Linked DNA regions of Mus musculus: region 2 is linked to region 1. A link is a contact called in public HiChIP or PLAC-seq data. All regions are on one chromosome and are shown on one strand. Each heading gives the region's core, a stretch centred on a gene start, on an enhancer-like site or on the middle of the called end of the contact. The rest is flanking DNA. Distances are from core to core; before and after follow the strand shown. Region 1 holds the start of Mrps35 (mitochondrial ribosomal protein S35). Region 2 has its middle 37 kb from the start of Gm15762.

What was found. HiChIP or PLAC-seq counts read pairs in DNA pulled down with a chosen protein or histone mark.
Region 2: a contact with region 1 is called in an H3K4me3 HiChIP or PLAC-seq map of embryonic limb bud, with 5 times the contacts expected there. The contact joins the enhancer-like site here to the promoter of Mrps35 in region 1. A contact is called at or near these places in 11 of 39 promoter capture datasets (the 3T3-L1 cell line, the HPC-7 cell line, HPC-7-derived erythroid cells and 6 more) and 2 of 115 datasets of contacts at active chromatin or transcription factors (embryonic limb bud and stem cell-derived neural progenitor cells).

Annotation. Positions count from the first base shown.
Region 1 is chr6:147,039,651-147,044,148 of GRCm38.p6, forward strand. Mrps35 (mitochondrial ribosomal protein S35) reads left to right here and starts at 3,120. Exons shown (of 8, transcript NM_145573.2): 1 at 3,120-3,250. The coding sequence starts at 3,145.
Region 2 is chr6:147,754,832-147,759,613 of GRCm38.p6, forward strand. No RefSeq gene overlaps it. Among named protein-coding and RNA genes, the nearest start is that of Gm15762, 37 kb to the left of the region's middle. Within about 2 kb of position 1,535, at least 7 of the 459 cell types and tissues checked have an H3K27ac peak or open chromatin away from gene starts, as enhancers often do. A contact at or near this core is called in embryonic limb bud, where this site is marked.

The DNA of each region.
Region 1 (4,498 bases), core at 1,870-4,369:
TGACTGTTGAGTCAATGTTTTCTATGGTATCTTCTGCTCCTGAGATTTTCTCTTCCATCTCTTGTATTCTTTTGGTGTTGCTTGCATCTATGACTCCTGATCTCTTTCCTAGGATTTCTAACTCCAGGGTTGTCTCCCTTTGTGATTTCTTTGTTTTTATTTCCATTTTTAGATATTGGATGGTTTTGTTCATTTCCTTCACCTGTTTGTGTTTCCCTGCAATTCTTTAAGGGATTTTGTGTGTGTGTGTGTGTGTGTGTGTGTGTGTGTGTGTGTGTGTGTTTCCTCTTTAAGGGCTTCTAGCTGGTTACCTGTGTTCTCTTGTATTTCTTTAAGGGAGTTGTTTATGTCCTTCTTAAAGTCCTCTATCATCATCATGAGAAGTGATTTTAGATATGAATCTTGCTCTTCTGGTATGATGGTGTATCCAGAACTTGCTATGGTGGGAGAATTGGGTTCTGATGATGCCAAGTAACCTTGGTTTCTGTTGCTTATGTTCTTGCGCTTGCCTCACGCTATCTGATTATCACTATTGCTACCTGCCCTCCTAATATCTGACATGAGTCTGTCCTTGCTGTGATCCTGGTTGTGTCAGAACTCCTCAGAGTTCAGCTGTCTCTGTGATCCTGTGATTCTGTGATCCTGAGATCCTGGATATGTCAGAGCTCCTGGGAGTCAAGCTGCCTTAGGGACTCTGAGATGTTGGTGTGACCAAGCTCCTGGGATCCTGGGCGTGTTAGAGCACCTGAGAGTGGAGCTACTTCTGAGTGTTGTGGGACTGGCTGTGGATTCAGCACCCAAGGTCTGCTCAGGGCACCTCTGATTCTTTGATCCAGAGCTTATTAGAGTGCCTGGGAGTGGAGCTTCCTCTGGGTGTTGTAGGACTGGCTGCAGAGTTTGTGTCCAAGGTCTGTCTAGGGCACTGACTCAGACTGGAAGAAACCTATGTCACTGGTCGGGCAGAGTTCCTGGGTGCCTGGGTCCCAATGGTCTCAGTTACGTCCAGTGTTGGGGCAGATGTTGTATCCTCCTTACTTCTGATCCTATGATCCTGGGCTTATTTATTTATTTTTCCTTTTTTAGGACAATCACTGGGTAACTTGTAACTCACTACATAGACCAGGCTGGCCTCCAACACACAGAAAACCACCTGCCTATGCCTTTTGAGTTAAAGGCATGTGTTACCATGCCCAATGGAGAGCCTTTTTTTTCTTCTTTTAAAGGTTATTTATTTATTATGTATGATTATTTTGCCTTCACGAATGTCCTTGCACCTCATGCATGCCTGGTACCTGTGAAAGCCAGAAGAGGGCATTGTAGCTGAAATTACAGATGATTGTGAAGCACCATATGGATGCTGGGAATTGAACTAGGGTCCTCTAGAAGAGCAGTTACTGCTTTTAAGTGCTGTGCCACCTCTCCAGTCTTCCCTCCCCAACACATATGCACGTTCTTAACTCCATCTCATGATGTAATCAGTGCTGTTCTGGTGACTGAAGCGGCTGCATGCTCTCTCCCTGCCTGGAGATTGGTACTTTATCTGGAAACAGATGAGCTTTGTTCACATGCTTTTTAAAAAGAACTTAGTTTTTATTGAAAATTATCCCTCATATTAACCTAGGCTTCAAATTAGTAAACGACCATTAAAAAAAGAAGGCTTAAAGTTTTTCAATTGTTCTACCCAGAATTACCTATGTAATCTGTAGAGATCAATGAAAACTGAAAATGTGGAGTCCCCTTGCAGAATTTAATAAGAACATAAGCCACCAGTGGATGATTGTACTTCCAAAGCCTTTCCAGCTGAAAAATTACAGTTTAGAAACTTCTGCTGGCAAACTAATACATGCTTTATACTGTAAACCATCTTTGCTTACTGATACTTTATAAAGGAGTTACTTGTAAAGATGATTTTTAATCTGTGTGTGTGAGCCATAGGACTGTGCACATGACTGCAGGTGCTCATGGAAGCCAGAGCCTATGAAGCAAGAGCTACTTAAGGTTATGGGCCTTTCTGCACTGGTCTAAGGAATCCAGTTCTGGTCCACCGCAAAAATAATACATGAAAAGACAAGGTCAAAATTTAAACTCGAACAATCTAGTTCAAAAGGCCACTTGAACAAACAAACAAAGTGGTAGGGGTGCAGCCACACTGTGCCATTGTGTTGTCCCCTCATCCCCCAAGGCCTTTGCCTCTGGTGCTTGTTACTTTCTCTGTTGGATGGCAGTCATTTAAGAAGTATAACGGCATTGGGGCATGATGGTGCATGCCTTTAATCCCAGCACTCGGGAGGCAGAGGCAGGCGGATTTCTGAGTTCGAGGCCAGCCTGGTCTACAAAGTGAGCTCCAGGACAGCCAGTGCTACACAGAGAAACCCAGTCTCGGAAAAAAACAAAACAAAAAAACTATAAAGACTGCTAAAATGTTAAAGCCTTACCCCTGGAGTTTAACCCTCAGAACCTAGGTGGTGATGGGATAGAACCAAAGAACTAATTCCCTTAAACTGTTCTCTTACTAGTGCACACACACACACACACACACACACACACACACACACACACACACACACACACAGAGTAATTAAAAGCTAGGTGTTATGCTATATTCCAGCAATTGGGAGACTAGAGCAGCATGATTGTAAAGAAAGAGAAAGGGCAGAAGGAGAAGGAAGAAAATGGAACAAAGAAAAAAATGGGCTGAAGAGGTGGAGAGGTGGTGCATTGATTAAGCAGGGACTACTCTTCCAAGGGACTAAGGTTCGGTTTCCAGCATCCACGAGGAAGCCCATTATTTCCCTAACTCCATGTCCGCTGCTGGCGCAGTGAGCAATACAGGCACATGGTGTGCTGATATGCAGGAAAACACCGATATACATAAAATATACAAATAAACGGGAAAGGAGAAAAACGTCTTAGAGCAGCCATTAAAACAAACAAACAAACAAACAAACAAACAAACAAACAAACAGGCCAGTAGACGTAGACTGTGAGACTTCTAGGTCAGAGTCCCCATCATTCCACAACAGTCAACCAAGAGCCACAGCTCCACTATCCCTTTGCCCAGTGCTCTTCCGTTCCCAGGTTACACACTTCCGGTCCCGCCCCCTCCCGGCGGTGCTTGTCCGCTCCGGCTCGCCGTCCTTTATCATGGCGGCCGCCGCGCTGCAGCTGAGGCAGACCCTGTGCCCGGGAGCGCGCGTCCTGCGCACCTTCTCCTCGGTCGCCAGCCCCGCGGCTCCGAGAGCCGGCCCGCGTGAGTGTGGGTGCGTCGCTGCGGGCTGGGGGGCGGGGAGAAAGGAGGCCGTGCGCTCCGTGACCTTCCTGTGTTTTTCTGGAGGTCGTCGCGCATTTCCACGAGTGCGTTCGCTGAGCCCGGCACACCGCAGGGGTTCGGGGCGCACTGTAGTGTGAGAGGCGGTGCAAGCGTGGGGCTGGAGGGAATGCAGCGATGGGAGCCGCGTGCAAGAGTGGGCAGCAGGAAAGGCTCGGCCAGGAGCGGGCACCTGCCCACCAGGGCCTTCCCCGCCGCCTCTCCTGCAGGGCATGCTTCTTCCTTCCGCGCTCGCTCTCCTGCAGACCTGCTCACAGCACGTCGTGCCTTTCCACTCCCTTGTTGAAAATCCACAAATGGTTTCCGGGCAAATTATAGATTACTTAATACATCATAGTGGCTCCTCATAGTCCTAAGATGTGTCTATCCCCAAGTTTTCGCTCTTTTATTCTCTTAAGTGTGTTAGGCAGAGTTGCAGAGGTTAGCAGTCTATCAAAGTTTTGAAGTAGCGCGTAGACACAGGTAAACGGTAACAATAAAACTTATTATCACGAAGAAAAAGAAAGCACAGTATTGAAAACGATATGCTGTTGAAGAAGTGGCTATAAGGTAGGATGGAATAGTGAGGAGAAACCTCCCAGAGGAAAAGATGTTTGAGCAGTCACGACGATTTGAGAGAAGAGCGCTGTTCTTCTCAAAGAGGTTAGACATGATCAAGGAAAAGAAAGGGACACCCGGGCCAGAGGTGTTCAAGTAAAGGGTCGAGTGGCAATCCAAGATGTCAGAGTAGTGGGCTGAGCTTTAAGGATTTGGGGGCGTTTGGTTTTGATTTGAGCTTGGACTTTGTTAGAAGTCGAGGATCACACTATAATAGAGAAGTGACATGGTTTCTACTTGTGAAGGATCTATCACTGGCATCTGCGTGGTGACTCACTTCAGCAGGGTAAGACTGCAAGACCTATTTGGAGGCTGTTGGTATTCCAAGCAAGATGATGGTAACAGTGCAGAAGGTGGTTTGGCTTATTATCGGATGTAGTTTGAGGATGAAGCCAAGTAGGATTTACTGATGGATTTGATGTAGGCCTTGAAGATAAACCCTTTCCTGAGCCGTTGGATGAGTGTTAGTGCCGTTTACAGGGATTAGAAACCCTTTGCTAAGCCTGTCTTGTGGATGCACATTAAATATGGTGACCCTCTTCAGTTGTCTGTCCTTTTTTCAATATCAGCCAT
Region 2 (4,782 bases), core at 285-2,784, 710 kb after region 1:
TGTAGACAGGAGATTGGGGTGGGTATCCTCCCTCTGCTGTTCTGAGTTGCAGCAAGCTTTAGACCTGCCTTAAAACATAGTCATCTCACTGACAGTCAGGAGTATACATCTCTGTCCATGTAACAGGTTTTCCATGTAGCACGTGTGTGTGTGTGTGTGTGTATGTGTGTGTACATGTGCATGTGTATGTGTGTGTACACGCTCATGTGTGTGTGTGCATCTACACGTGTGTACATGCATGTGCTTGTGTTCATGTGTGTGCATGTATGTGTGTGTGCACACATGCATGTATATGTATGTGCATACATGTGTGTGCATGCACTTGTGAGTGTGTGCATATGTGCATGCACATGCATGTGTATGTGTGTGCAAGAGTGTGTACATGTGTGTTTGTGTGTCTGTGTGTGTGCTGAGAGATGGAAAGGGCCTTTTACAGTGTACAGGGAGTCATGGTTTTGGCAGAGTTGGAAGTAACAGCATGCACACTGCAGAGCTAAGTCAACACTACTGGTAAAATGAAGCTAGAACTTAACTCTCCCTGGGAAGAAGGGACACTGCTTCCATGTACTATGTGACTGCAGAACTAGCCCTTTACCTGCATGTGACCATGACATCAGTGCTGCCATTTTCTTTCCAGAGTGTTGTCCGTGGTTTGTATGTTGTAAATGGCTTCAAGTCCAGAAATTACTCCCGTAGGATCTGCTCCCTCTAGAGGGACTTTGCAAGGTGGCTTTGGAGCACTGGAAAGTCTTTCTGGTAGAATATAGCACTTCTTTTCATGATCCAGACCTTGGCCAAGGGGAAAAAAATCAAATGTAGAAACTATTTATAGCCATGCCCCCTAGTTTTTGAGATAATAAACACACAGGTGTGTTGTTGGGAATTCTTTGATATGAAGGCAATGCTTAACGGCTTGAACTGCCATCCTAACTATAGCTGGTGATGTTTCTCCTCGAGACAGTGAATGCCCAAGTTCTGTTAAGCTGCTTCTCTGATGGCAGAGGCCCTGTGCAAAGTGGCTGCCCTCAGAGACCCTGGATTTTCTGACCCAGATGCGCTGCATCCCTTCAGCCACACACCTGCTTTGAATAACAGCGCACCCCTGGATTTTCCAGGTGGTGATTTTTATTGCTTTCCAAAGCATGAAATTTGAACTTGACTTTTCCCTGATGTCAGATTAGCAAACATGCCATAACAGTGAGCTTTTAAAATAAAGTGGCTATTTCTGGTGGTCACACATATTTTAAAAGCCCATTAGAAGTATATAGAAAAATTTCTAAAAAGCAGAGAGGGGAGTGTTGGATATTAAAGGTTTCAACTAGTCTTTTCTCTATTAAAATATTAGGTGTAGACTGGCTTACATATGAGCCAATGTTAAAACCACACATCTAACAACAGAATAATAAGCTGCGTAGAGACAGGGCTTCCTCACCTACTTCCCCAAGAGACCCAGGATCTGTTGTATTGGAGGAGGGCACAAGGCAGAGCTGCGTGGTGCAGGGTCTCCCCTCGCTGCTTCAGTGTGAGGTCATTTCACTGTGTGTCATAGAATATAACTCAATTCTCATAAACTCCTAACCTATTTTAGTGAACACAGGCAATTAGAAGCAAACCACCCCCCAGGCTGAGATTTTACCCGGTACCTAATTTTTACCAAGGCTGAAATGTGAAGCAAAGAAAATAAAACTGTTCCCCTTGTCCCGCATGCTGGTTGCCTAGGGTATAATTATCTGATTAGCTCTGGCAAACTCTTGCTTGTATGTACAAATTTGGTCTAGAGACTTCTTGCAACAGACAGCTAACTCCCTGTGTAGATGCTGCCTTTACTGCCCAGAACACAAAACTGTAGCTCTTTGCAGGTGGTCAGTGAGCAATGCACGTGTGAAGCAAGTGAAATTGTGGGGGTAAGTGGCCACACACTTACATGGTGTTTACTTCTGCTCTACATAAGTTCACAGACGTTACCGCTACAGTTCCAATCTGCCACATGAACTTCTCCACAGAAAACTCACAAAGGCATTTTGGGCCACTTCCTTAAAATTTCATCTTGATCCAGTAAATATTTAGTATTTTTATTTGTCTCTATGAAGAAATCCTGATTTCCAAAATGTTTGATTACGCTTGATGCGGCAGGGATACACACTTGTAATCCCAGCACTTGAGAGCTAAATCTTGGCTAATAATGTGTGCAGATCCCGTCTGGGTAACTTGGGAGTTGTTTAAAAATATATAAATTAATAAATACTGAGACATTTTACTGTCTTGTCAGTTGGACAGGAGTGTGAAATGTAATGCCTTTTCATCTCTTGCGTTTAACTGTTTCAGTTTGCAATTAAAAACAAAGATTCAGGGAGACGAGGGCTGGAACAGCCGTCAAGACCACCAGTCACCACATCCAATGTTCTCATCATCCAGGGCTGCCTCTCATAGTAAAAACATGGTACAGTTTGTATCAGATTTTATTGGTCTTCCTACTGAAACTGAGAACTACATTATAGGGGTGATTGCTAATTGGACTAGAACTACAGCCTCCCCATTCTTTACTGATTCCCAAGCAAATTTTGTCCTTTTCTAAAGAATGTCAAAACAGAAATAATGAATCCATCTCACATAAGCATGTGGCCATTGTCTAGACTTCTAAGAAGTTAAGACAATGTGCAGTTTCAAACGCTTTCAGTAGAGGAAATAAAATTATGTCACCCTTTTTTTCTTCTAGGTAGGAAAATTCTGTGAACTTAAACATGAGTCATCTAAAGAGTTATTAACTGAATGTCTAGGGTCACAGTTCTGTGATAAAATACTTGCTGGGCTTTTCTGAGACTCCATGTGTTCCATTCCCAGCACAGCATTAAAAGAACTAAAACAAACAAACAAACAAACAAACAAACAAAACCCAGCTTATCATCTTGAGCTTAATTTAATCTTTTTGAGACAGGGTGTCAGGTAGCTCAGGCTGGCCTCACACTCATTCACCATGGAAGCCAGAAATGGCCTTGTGATTCTCCTGCATCTGTACGAGCTAGGCAAGCAATCCAACACAACTCTTAATGTTTGTATTAACGAAAGGATCACAAGAAGCTACATTTTAATGAGACAATTACTAACATGCCTTGGAGCCAGAGAACTTTGTCATTAGTATCATATACTATCATTACCCAGCATTCATGGGGGCTCCTAGTATTGATGCTATTCAGTAATCAAATGGTTAAGAGAATTTGCACTTCTAGGACTTGTGTGGTTGCTAAAATGATTTACTTCTCTGACAACGTGAAAGAAGTTTGATCTGCCAGGCTTAAGATAATAATTCCCTTAAGATAATAATGCTCTAATTTCCCAACATAAATGTTGTTTGTAAGGTAGGGGTATTAAAATGGAGACAAAAATAATCGGAGGACCACCATGACTCTGGAGCATACACACACACACACACACACACACACACACACACACACATGCACATACATACACACCATGAAAAATAATAACATGTAGTTAGTTATTTAGTAGAGGAAATGGTGAAAAATGCCCTACTTGGAGGAGGTTTGCTAATGTTAAGAGAGAAAGCTCTAATAGCCTCCCACTGCCAAGGCTGCCTGGGTCACTTCTACCACACTCCAACCGTGTGGTGTGGAGGAAGTTGGCCTCACTGAGAAACATCTAGAAGGCTGTCACTATGAATATCCAGTTTTAGAAATAAGCTTGTAGGAACTGTGTCCTCCCTGAAGGCTCGTCCAGTGTGATCACATTTGGAGACAGGTCTTCAGTGAGGGAATTATGGTTGAATGAGGTCATGAGTGGTGGGACCTAGTCCAGTAGCACTAGTGTTTTTATAAGAGGAACAGGGTGGGGGTAGGGATATGGCTCACTGAATAAAGTACTTGCTGTGCTGGTATGCATCAGACACATACACAAACAGTAGACTGGTCTCCTTTCTGTCCATCTCTTGTGTCCAGGGAGGATAATGCTGGTGGTCACCCACAGGTCAGAGAGAGACCACAGCACCTTCACTTTGGACTTACAGCATGATGTGTTCTTCTTGGAGCCACACACCCAGAGGTATTGTGATGTAGACAGAGTTAGCATACACCTCAGGGATCCCTTTAACAGAGATCCCTTCAACCTTTGATCCCCAGTGTGCAAGTCCACCTTCATGTTCCCTCCATTCAACTCACCCTGTCTGGATTTGCCCTCTCTTCCATGAGACCAGATCATCTGTTCACACATGATGCAGGACTGGGTTGCCTACTCAAAATAGCAGCTCAGTGTCTTCTTGCTTGACAGAGCATCTTGCAAAAGCTATCTTCATAATAGCTTTTATGTAGGTCTTCATAAACCAGACCTACAGCTCAACTCCTCTTCCATGTACTGCTGTAACCTAGCCCAAACTAGGCATCAATCATCCCCAACTACCTGTTTCTCCGTCTTCCAGGCCCTTAAGGAGAAGTGAGGAAGCAGCTCATTTGTCTCCTACCCCCACCTCCGCACCCTCCCCACCTGCATTGTCTGGCCCAAACAGAATGTAACACATTTTAACAGATGCAAAGACACTCAATGTAGTATAGCTTATTACACCTGGAAGAGAAATTTGCATATTACATCCGACATTCCAGAGAGTAGGATTCATTTAAGACATGAATCTTCCCACAAGGAACTTAAAGCTTATTTAGGGAGGTCAGACATACACTTGAAAACTGTGGTGAAACGTATTTCTGGATCTCACAGGTACTCATTGCCCAGTTTCTAAAAACTGGCCGTACAAATTTTCCACTAGCTTGGAAGGAA